Linked DNA regions of Nothobranchius furzeri: region 2 is linked to region 1. A link is a contact called in public Micro-C data. All regions are on one chromosome and are shown on one strand. Each heading gives the region's core, a stretch centred on a gene start, on an enhancer-like site or on the middle of the called end of the contact. The rest is flanking DNA. Distances are from core to core; before and after follow the strand shown. Region 1 has its middle 9.0 kb from the start of LOC139063487. Region 2 has its middle 50 kb from the start of dlx4b.

Region 1 (5,599 bases), core at 1,779-4,278:
GTGGATTCAGTTACCAATCTGACTATGTTACTTATGGCAAAACATGAAATAACGAAATTAAAATTTAAATTGTATAAAGCCAAATCGAGCAAACAGAAAAACCAAAACATTAAAAATGCAATAGAAGATTTACGCAGAGTTAGGAATTTAACTGTTAAATTTAAGAGGAAACTTGTCTAATTATCAAAAGAGTACCTCAGGGATTCATATCAGGACCCTCACTGTTCATTTTATATGCTTGATATTTTATTAACAGTCTCTGTTTTTGCAGATGATGTGGTCCTGCTGGCTTCATCAGAACGTGATCTTTGGCTTTTGCTGGAGCGGTTTGCAGCCAAGTGTGAATGAAGTAGCTGGGATGAGAATCAACTCCTCTAAATCCGAGACCATGGTCTTGAGTCGTAAAAGGATAGAATGCCTTCACCAGGTCAGGGATGAGGTCCTGCCTTAAGTGGAGGAGTTTGTAGGCGATGGGCAGATCGGTGCTGCATCTGCAGTGATGCGGGCGTTGTACCGGTCTGTCGTGCTGAAGAGAGAGCTGAGCCAGAAGGCAAAGCTCTTGATTTACGGTTTGATCTACATTTCTACCCTCACTTACTGTATGGTCACAAGCAAAACATGAGATCACGGATACAAGCGGCTCAAATGAGTTTTCTCCACAGGGTGTCTGGGCTCTCCCTTAGCGATATGGTGAGAAACTCGGTCATCCAGGAGGGGCTAGGAGTAGACCTGCTGCTCCTCCACATCAAGAGGAGCCACTTGAGGAGGCTTGGGCATTTGGTTAGGATGCCTCCTGGATGCCTTCCTAGTGAGATTTATCAGGCACATCCAACCGGGAGGAGGCCTAAATTCTATTTTCCCTTTACTGTCACACCAACAGAGTACGTATGTCTCTCACCTGGCCAGGGAACGCCTTGGGATTCCCTCGGAAGAGCTGGCCCAAGTGGCTGGGGAGAGGGAATTCTGGGCCTCTCCACTTAGGCTGCTGCCCCCAATACCCAACTCCGGATAAGCGGAAGAAAATGGATGGATGGATGATGGATGGATAGTTCCTTTCCGTTTATATGATGGTACCATGAAGCAACGTTCATGTTCATGTCTCATTTGACATGATTTGGTCCGATTCAACTCAACTTCAATAGTCAATTTTAACTTTGTAGGAGGGCTCTAAACTGAAACACAACTGAGTTAATTTAAAGGAACAAGGTTTTCCTTCTCAGGTGAGGAGATACGTGTTTTTGGCTGCTTTTTTCCCACTGTGGGATTATGGGAATCCCCTTATAAAGATAATGCGTGGCCAGAACCTAAAGAGGCTGGAAACTCATTCTGGCTTTAACCCTTGCTCTGTGAGAGTTGCTGCTATGTTAGCATCCTTGCAGGAGGTGGCAGTGTTGCTTAACAAATGAAAACTAAAATCTGCTTGGTGAATTTGGTCTCATTTATTTAAGTTGGTCTTTCTGCTTAACTAGCACATTCAAAAGTTAAATAAAGAAATGTGCATGTTTTGTTTTCAGCAGTGTCACACATGGAGTGAATTGTGGTTAATTTTTGTGGTCTGCTTTAGTTGATTTTTTTGTGCCAACATGCAATACTTTACCACCTCAAACATATGTGTTTATTTGTTGTTAAAGTCGAACTCAATCCTCCCCATTTGTAGTTGAAAACATGTTTGTGGTGAAATGATAAATTAGCAAAGCCACAGGCTACGATAGAGAAATTCAGAACACATTGGAGGACTTTTGGTAAAAGTTTCAAAATGCTTTTTAACACATCATGAAAAAACTGATTTTCTCCTCTTATGGTATCTTAGCACGACGACATAAGTACTTATGAGGTACGCACTTGTAAAAATGCAAACAAAACAGATTTGCTCCATTTCGTTTTTACAGAAATAAACCAAATCAACATACACACTTTGTTGCTGAGTTTAGATGATAGTTCAGTTATTCCGAGATCTGTAAAAAGTTCTGATTATTTTGATGAGCTAACAGCTAATCCATTTGGACCAAAATGTTCTTCCTGATCGTCACAAAACACTTTTTTATTAAACATCTTCACCATCTCCAGGCTTCAGGTTGTCCTGAAGGTTTTAGGTGCTGCTACTCGGTCTGCTTTCATGTTTTTCATTACTTCATTCAGTGTAAAATCATGTAATGCAAATTTAATCACATTGCAAAATGTTTTTAAAATATGTATTACAGAAACCACAACTTTTCTGAGACTGGAGTTGTTTATAGATGCTTGTTTTGGATCTGGCTCTCCTCTTAACACCTTTGGACACATTTATTATATCTGCACTGAGCTTTATTAACAATCCTGGACGACTTTTGTATTATACATTAGTTTAGAAATCATATTTTGTGTAATACGTTTGCACCTACAAGATCAACAGCTTAATGTTAGTTTTTTTCCCCCCACAAACTGTAAAATAAAAATTGTCCTTTTAGAGTTTTGTGACAGACCTAATCCACACAGCAAAGTTTTACGATTACACTTTGCCTGAATTTCTCCGAAGTCTCTTGTTCCTCAAGTTGTTTTCCCCGTTTGGTTCCCTGTGGTACTTTAGTGTGGTTTCTCCAGAGAAAGGCATAAATTGGACTCCCCAAGGCTCTCTCAGAATGAAATACTGCTGTCTGCCTTTGCATGCTCAGACTGGGGGCTTCAGGCTGGTACTGTGGCCGTCCTGTCTCAGCAGATCCCAGAGACTGGCTGTTGTCATGGGACTGGCTGAGCCACAAGCAGCCCGAGATGTTCGAGTCACCACTACAGCTCAGAAACTGCAGGTGCGTGAAAAAGCTCGTTGGCCGCGTCTTTCTCTGAAAGTAAGGAGCTGATGAAGCAGTCCACCACCTGCAAACACACCCCACACACACACACCCTGGCATGTTTTATTTTGAAAGGTGAGGTCAGGTAATTCACCGGACTTTCCTGAAATAACAACATTCTTTCCTAGGAAGTTCTAAACAGCTTCTGCGTAGCTTTGAAACAATTGTGTGTTCTAATTGGTGCAGTCATTAAGTAGCATCACAAGTAACTCTGTGTGCTTGGTTCTAATCACAACCAATTACTAAATATGAATTATCAGTCAGGTATGCAGGCCAAGAACACTGTAAAAATTAGTTTACAGGTTTTTCACAGGACAGGTAAATATATCACACTTCCTTGTAACACCCGTTCCTCTAAAGAACAGAGGTCCATTTAGTCAGTCGTGTGTTCTTTAAAAAAATAGATATAATATGATTTTATAAATAACTTTTCTTCATTTAGATGTATTTTTTTCCTGGATTTGATACATCAAATGCGACACTGTTCATGTTGGATGTATAAATGTACCGCATCAGTGTGTATCATCAGTAATATGCAATAAATGCGTTATTTTACTTCCTGTTTCTATTAATTTAAACAGGAATAACATAATCAAAAGTACAAGAGCTATGTTAATGTTGCGAGTGGTTTGCTCTTATACATGGCTTTATGGGACGAGTGCTTTCAAGACATTTTGCTACCAGTGAAAACAAAACTAATCTATATTTGTTCTTCACAAAAACAGAACAAAATAGCTGTCCTTTTATTAAAAACCAAACTCTCAAGTGTTATTTTTCTAAATGACAACAAACCTGCAGAATGAAAAATCACCCACAGCTGACTTATATGAGAGGACATCATGAAGCTAAACTGGAAGCTTTAGTTTGCAGGAAGTTAATATTACAACAACTAATATTTAACTACACAAACTGGGTAACAACCAACACCTACAGTCAATAAACACCAGCTGTGGTTGAATAATGTGGCTTTTCAGGCAAGCTAGCTTTCCTCTCGCTGCAAAGCAACAGTGCCACCATGCCACCCCGAGCCTTACTTACTTATTCTTCACAAAAGCCACCACAGATCTAAATATGGAATCATGAGCTTTATGAGTGACTGAATGAATAATCCTTTCACTTCCATCAAATTGGAGAATTTGTCACTGATAGCCATTGAGTTTGTATCATACGTGCAGCTACAGCATTAGAGTAAAATGATGATAATCAATCGTTCCAGCATAGACTCCCAGCCAGCATGCATAGCTGGGCCCCTTATGGATATATATGGGCACCCCGTATGGATGCCAACAGGGTCTGTCCGTGGCTTCTATGGTGGCCCTACAGGGATTTGCCCACACATGTATGAGTCATACCGTCTGGAACCATCTGATGGACAAAAATCAATGTGAGTAAAATCCCTGTGGAGCCATCATGGAACCTGCGGACAAACCCTGTTGGCACCCATATTGTTTGTCCATATATATCCATAAGGAGCCCACCTGTTAAATAAAAAACAGCCAACATTCAGAATATACTCAACATTTCCCATGATGCTAATTCAGTGTGGAGAAGAGAGGATCTCATCCCGAATATCAACACATAAAAACGGCCCCACGCTGCTCAACTAGTGTTTCTAATTAGAATTTCTCCTGATTGTGGACTGACCAGCCCATTCATAGTTAATGCTCTTCTTTTGTGAACTTTAATTTCACCTTGGGACGAGAAGACTGATGCTTGAAAGCGCTAAAAATAAAACTTTATTTGTGCTTTTTCTCAATTAGAAAGTAAAAGATTCTCACTTGTTCATTTGACGCTGAGACAGACCATTGCTGCTGCGCTCTACTGCAGAGTTTTAGTCTTTAAGGTGAAAATTATAATTATTCTGCTAAATAAACACCATAAAAACAGATATGTGAAGCATGGCTGAGAAAAAAAAAGTCTAAGGCTTAGCGGTAATTTATGATATTTTGAAAACATTTTAAAAGATACTGTCACTTTTACAGGCTTTATAATGATTTTATTAGTTGTTTGTAGTGAATTATTTGAGTTGGTTTTGCTTGTTTGATGGGACTACAATTTGAAATTAGCATTTCACAAAAATTGGTGTATTTATGGCAACATTGTACATCCATGCACTTTCCCATGCAAATAAACAAATACAAAAGATGCTAGAAAAGCAGTAAAATAAAATTAAACATTTCATCTTAGTTTCATATTTAAAACAATCAAACCACAATTTTGAGTAGCAAACATACTCATATTTTATTTTTTTCCCACCAGATTAACCATTTTAGAGCTTTCAGAGTAATCCAGCATTCCCAGTCATAACTATAATATGGATCTTGACATGAATGGTATTTCCAAAAGGAGAACCAGTAATTGTGGTAACTCTGACAACTGTTAACACAGCATGTGTGTTCAGATTGAAAATCCACACATAAGAGTGATGTCCATGTAAGGTTTATTAAAACAGTGGATGATATAATTGTTGTTTTGTCTTTTTCCCTCTGAAGTGCTCATCGGTTGCCTCTTAGGTCAGTACCCACGAGTCCCAGGAGGCCCGTAATTAGGTCCTGTTACCGATGTTCTTGTTTGCTGTGCTCTTGTGGCTTCTTCAACACTCTCTCCTTATGACAAGGCCTCTTTTGGTCAGATGTGCTTACTTTGTCCAAGAGCCAATCACCAACTTATTTTCAAAGCCTCAGAGGTTCAAAAGCCAAGTGCATAATTGCTCCTTAAATCAATCTGCAAATTTGGCGGTATCTGTGCAGCAAACAGTTGGCCTGGAATCGTTT
Region 2 (5,599 bases), core at 1,578-4,077, 51 kb after region 1:
GCAAAACTTTTGTTTCTTGTTGTATCATTCCTCTCAAACATGGTTAATGGGACATGTAGAAAGAGAAATTGGGTTAAGGTTAGGATGGGGGAGAGGGGAAGGTTAAATTGCTAAAGGCTAGAGGTAAAATGTTGGTAAAACTTCCGTTTTACCTCGGGTGTCGGAAAGCGATGCTCTGGCGCAGCACGTTGCCTCCCGCTTGGTCACCCTTCGTCAGTTTCAGCTGCTACCAATGTGAGAATGTGTTGCATTTTATATTCTGTTTTTTTTTTCTTTTGCTATTTAACAGCACTGGTAAGTTGTTAATAGTTGTTATCCATAGTTACGTTGTTGAAAAAATTAATATTGCCACCAAAATTGACAGGTGTTTATGGTTTTTATATTTTCTGGCGTTGATGTGACAGGGTGAGTGTCACTGTATCCCGATTGATCATGCGCCCTGGCTACTTGGCCAAGGGGATGTCCCTTTGGCTGACTTTGGCGCATGACTTTCACCTGGGAGTCTGGGGATTGGATCTTGCTCGGGTCCTCGTTCCTCCACCTGGCCACATTTATATGTTTACATTTGATGTGTAATTTTTTTTACTGGTTGTATTTGGCAACTGTCGAAGGGTGTGTGTGTCACTATTATTTAGATGCGGAGAATACATGGCTTAGTACTCAACAACACTAGAAGCATCCATTTTTTCCAGTTTGGAAGCTGTAACACAAAACAAGCCCTTTCTGTCATTTCCTGCTTGGAAATTCAGAGTTCCGAGGAAGACTGGAACGCAAAATTATTTCTGGAGATAGCACATCAACATTACAATTGTTACCTAGTGGAGGGGTTGTGTTGCTGTTAGCGTGTTAGTAGTGATGCATTAGCATAATTTACAATGAATGAATAAGCCTAGTAATCCTGACCCACTAAACTCACGTGTGGATATGCTCAAACGAGCTGTTAGCTTGTCAGTCTGGTCAGATCATTTCCCCAAAGAGAATTCAAATGATCCTTTTTTTAGTTGTTTTCTGAATGTTATATGTTAAAGTGTACAAAATGGGTTTTATTTGTCAAACTATTAATAATTTTGCAGACATAGTGTAATATTTCCCGTGGGTGGGTTCAGCATAATGTAGACGGTCCAATTCATTTGTTACTGAGAATGCTTTTACTAGCTGATTTTTTCTTAAAACAAGAGAATGTAATCATATTAACCCTTTGATGCATAATGGTCAGTACAGTGGAGAGGTACTCAAAATTGTTATTTCTTTATTTTTGCTATTAAGCACAGCTGTTGAAGACTTTATTGCATTTGAACCCCTCCATTTGGACTTCAGTAAGTCAAGCCAACATATTTCATGTTCAGAATGCACGCTGTCCACTGAGATGGACATGTAATAAATTATTAGTAAATTAACAAAATATTACAAAAATATTTGTTGAAATTTCACACCTAAAGATGAGTGAAAAAAATTGTTTAAAAAATCATGATTGAAGATCTCATAATTCATGCATCAGAGGGTTAAAGAATATTTACCTTATTATAAGTAGAACTTTTTTCATGTTATACAATGACTAAGACAAAATATCTAAAAACAATGCCTTTTTACTTCCTTGAAAGTCAGTTTTTGCACTGAGAAGCCATCTCCAGATAAACTCTGCTTGGCCGGAAAGTAAAGAAAGCGGCAAGTGGATAAAGAAATTGCTGAACATCAGTCACCGTCAGTGCAGCAGAGCACTGCCATTCATGGTGGCAGTGGATGGTGGTGGTGGTGGTGGTGGTGGTGGGGTGGGGGTGGGGGTGGGGGGTTGAAAAAGACACGCTCTCTTGTTTTCAAGAACTTACAAAGTACTGCTAGGCCAGAGGTGTTAGAGGAACTAATGGATGGAGTTGAAGGGGTTTCTGTATGGTCATGAATTATTGAATATGATCAGGTTTCCACCATTGTTGCATACATACAAATTCTCGGGTGCAGCGAAGCGGGACCTTGGTTCTTCTTGCACAGTGGAAAGAAAACCAACACCAGTAATCTCTACATGGTGTAGCGCAGTCGAGGATCAAGCTGCTCGAATGGCTTCTTCAATTGAGTCTCAACACACGCTAATAAGGTGTGTTAAAGGGTCTGCAGCTCAGTTTGGAAATTCTCAAACAAACAGAAAACTTTAGGCCACTGAGCTGCTGCCTCATGGTTCTATCGCTAATCTGGGTCGGGGTTCTTTAGGATTGTGTAAAGGAACCCCACTGAGATTGACAGGTGGTGTTATGGAGAGTTTTCTGGAGACTGCAACATGCTTCGGGCCAAAACAGGAAAATGATAACAGTGACAAAGATGTTTCCCTGAGGGGGAAACGTTACAGAAGAAAGCTGTAAGAAAAAAATGCCCCCCCCCCCCCCCCCCCCCCCCCAAAATATATATTTTTTAACAATTTTGTAAGAAATGTCATCATGATAGGTTGGTTGATTGGTTGAACAGTTTTGGGAATGTAATGAGCAGCTTGAATCCCCTTGAGAAGTGCTCTTCAGTCTTCCAAATCACACCAGAAACTCACACAAGTTTCTACAAACAGACAACAGCAGCACAAATTAGATTTTTAGGGACTCACATGCTAGAATGCAGAACGTTTATTAATATTTTGATTTGATTTTATAGCTGTTTCAAACCTCGTCTGTGTTTGCTCATTATGTGAAGACCGTTTAGGGTCTGGATGTACTCCCTCCAGGGCGCTTTGGAAAATTCCCGACCATCCTATGCATTTCCTTGACTGTGACGTCATGTTCTCTACCTACTTTTATTGCCCAGAACCCAGCAAACCGTGTAACCTCACCTAGTGTGAACACTGGGTGGCAGTGTTGAGCCAGAGTGGAGATGAAGATGGAGGTGGGAGGAGGGCTCATCTGTAGTTTCATGCTTAGATTGTACAGCATGTCCTCCACAGGCTGGATTCATGTCACCGTTAACAACGAAGTAGTGAAATCCTAATATTTTATTTTTTACTCCAACCTGTCCGATCCAGATGTAAATACAGTCAGCATGCATGCAGCCCCACAAACTACCTTTGACTGTTTTGCTCCCTTATGAGTGACTGAAAGCTCTGCGTGTAGCTTCTGGGTCTGAAGGACCTACCTTTCACCAGCTCAGGCTCGGAGGAGAAAGGCCCTGTCTCTTCTTTTCTAACAGCGATAAGACAACAAGAAGATACTTCCAAGGGAACATTGTTTTAGTGGTCAGATGATCACTGCTGATAGAGTGACCTGCTCTGGATTCACAAGCGTTGATAGCAGCTGTCTGCGCTCGTTTGATGGATGGATGTCCTTAAAACTCCCAGTGAATTGATCATTTTGTCTAAAACAAAGTATTTGTCCAATTTATGAATTTGTTTTGATTTAGAGTCACTACATGCATAATATATGACATAACACCTATAAAAATATTTAAACCCTTTGTAAACTGTTCTGTCTCACGCACGCTGCCAAGCTCCCCTTAATGGCCCTTTGTTCAACCTGCAGGCTTACAGGTCAGAGGTCAACTGCACCTGAGGCTGATTCCCACAAACAAAAGCTTTGTGTTTACTGCAGCAAGTGACCACTTCCCCGTGTCCTGAGAGGTCTAAAAAAGAAAAGATAACAGGACAAAAATGTATACTAATTAGCTGGCTCTTTGTTTTTAGGCTTTGGAATTTTTGCATAATGTCAAAGTAAAAATTTTAAATGGTTTAGATCTGCTCTCTTTAGGAAGAGTGCTAAAGAGAAATAGGATGCAAAGAACTAAAGTGATATTAAATAAACAAACATTGAGCTCAAGATGTCTGCAAAGTCTGGAGATGTAAGGAAAAGAGAACTCACCCTGGTGGAATTTGGCTCCGGAGGTTTAAAATGAAGCTGAAGTACTTATTTGATATGATGTCATTGCTGATGGCTTGCACTTGGACTGTACCACCATGATGCATCATGTCATATCAGGGGAAGCATTAGTTCAAGTGGTTGAGCAGGTTGTCCTGTAATCGGAAGGCTGCAGGTTCAATCCCAGTTCCGTTTGACACTTAACCCACCTTACGTACTGGTGGTGGTCGGAGAGACCGGTGACGCCTGTAGTGTAAAGCGCTTTGGAGTCCTCTGACTCTGAAAGGTGCTATACAAGTGCAGGTCATTTATCATATCCCAAACAAAACCAGGGAAGAGCTATGCAAGTGACTCCACAAGCTGCAGAAAATTAGGACAATTTATCTATAAGCTAAAAAAAAGGGTTTAAAAAATTCATAAGGATCAACGGGATCTGGAGCCAGAAATGTGGATTAGCATGAACATCGTTTTTTATTCTAAATATTTAGAGTTTAAATCACATCAATTCTCATTTATTATTAATTAACTTGAATCATTTGCAGGGAAAACCATCTACATGCTTATTTTTATGTATGTTGGTAGTCTGCAAAGTGGTTCCATTTTTCCTAAAAGTGGAACGCGTGCCCTCAAAGCAAAAGTCAGCAGACAAAAATACTGAAAAGGATGATGTGACTGAAAATCTGATCCCATTATATTAGCAGGTTATAACCCCAAACTAGAGAAGTAACAGTTTAATCATAAGGGTGACACTCTGATAGAGCTAACTTCAAATCCTTAAAAATATGTGCTGCAGGGTTAGTATGGTTGGGAATTGTCTTGCTAAAAATTTCATGTAAACAATTATAGTGATGTTTGTCTCATTAGGGCTAGGGTTATGAAAAAGATCAGATCTATTTTGGTGTGTAACGTAAATATCTAACAAACAGTTCTTACATGTGCACACATGATGTTAAAATATAGTTCTAAGTATAAAATACACATATTTCAGACATTGTTGTTTCCATTTGATTAAGGCAGGCAGCATCTTCTGAAACCTGTTTAAAGAGCAAGTCACCCCCGAATCACTTTTTTTTTGCTGATAAACTATATAAAGGAGTGTCTAATCATGCTACAGACACGTGTCGTCAATAATTTGGCAGTTCAGTGCATCTTGGTTAAAATTCAAATATTGTGCCTAAAACTTTCAGTGTTGTGCCGTTGTCAGGGAAAAATTCTGCACTGTATTTGAATTTAAATCTGCCACCGCTATTGGCTAAGAGGTATGCTATGATGTCATCTGGTATATTATGATGTCATAATGCCATTGTGAGCCTGTGTGTGTGTGTATTTGTTAGCGGCTCCGCCCTCTCGGTCTGCCAAGCAACAGCATTTGTTGCATTTTTCAAACATGAAGTGGGAGTGGAGTAAGTTTCTTGTAGGGGGTGACTTGCTCTTTAAGTGTCTTTGTTCTTCCTGTCTCTCTCCTGAATTATGAATGTGTGTCAACTATTTAAATAGTGATTTATTTTTATGTTTCTGGCATTTATGTTTGAAAGACGGATACAGGAAAACAAAGTTAAGATTCAGAGCAACAGGTTCCCGTAAATCTGAGAGATATTTGCTTTAAGTCAGCCGTTCTTTGCCTCCAGCCCAAATTTCACAAGATGCACCCCGAGCCAGCCACCAGGAAGCGAAGCCTCTACCCTCCTCTGCACTTCCTGCTCTAAGTCAGGGAGAACAGATGGGAATCTTTGTGGTGGAACACGTCCGCCCACAGACTGGAGAATAAAAGAGGGCTG

What was found. A called contact is a pair of places that touch in the nucleus more often than the background predicts.
Region 2: a Micro-C map of tail fin shows a contact between it and region 1, with 15 times the contacts expected there. The contact joins two enhancer-like sites. A contact is called at or near these places in 2 of 2 Hi-C or Micro-C datasets (skeletal muscle and tail fin).

Annotation. Positions count from the first base shown.
Region 1 is chr16:30,440,718-30,446,316 of NfurGRZ-RIMD1, forward strand. No RefSeq gene overlaps it. Among protein-coding and RNA genes, the nearest start is that of LOC139063487, 9.0 kb to the left of the region's middle. Within about 2 kb of position 3,029, at least 1 of the 3 cell types and tissues checked has an H3K27ac peak or open chromatin away from gene starts, as enhancers often do. A contact at or near this core is called in tail fin, where this site is marked.
Region 2 is chr16:30,491,979-30,497,577 of NfurGRZ-RIMD1, forward strand. No RefSeq gene overlaps it. Among protein-coding and RNA genes, the nearest start is that of dlx4b, 50 kb to the right of the region's middle. Within about 2 kb of position 2,828, at least 2 of the 3 cell types and tissues checked have an H3K27ac peak or open chromatin away from gene starts, as enhancers often do. A contact at or near this core is called in tail fin, where this site is marked.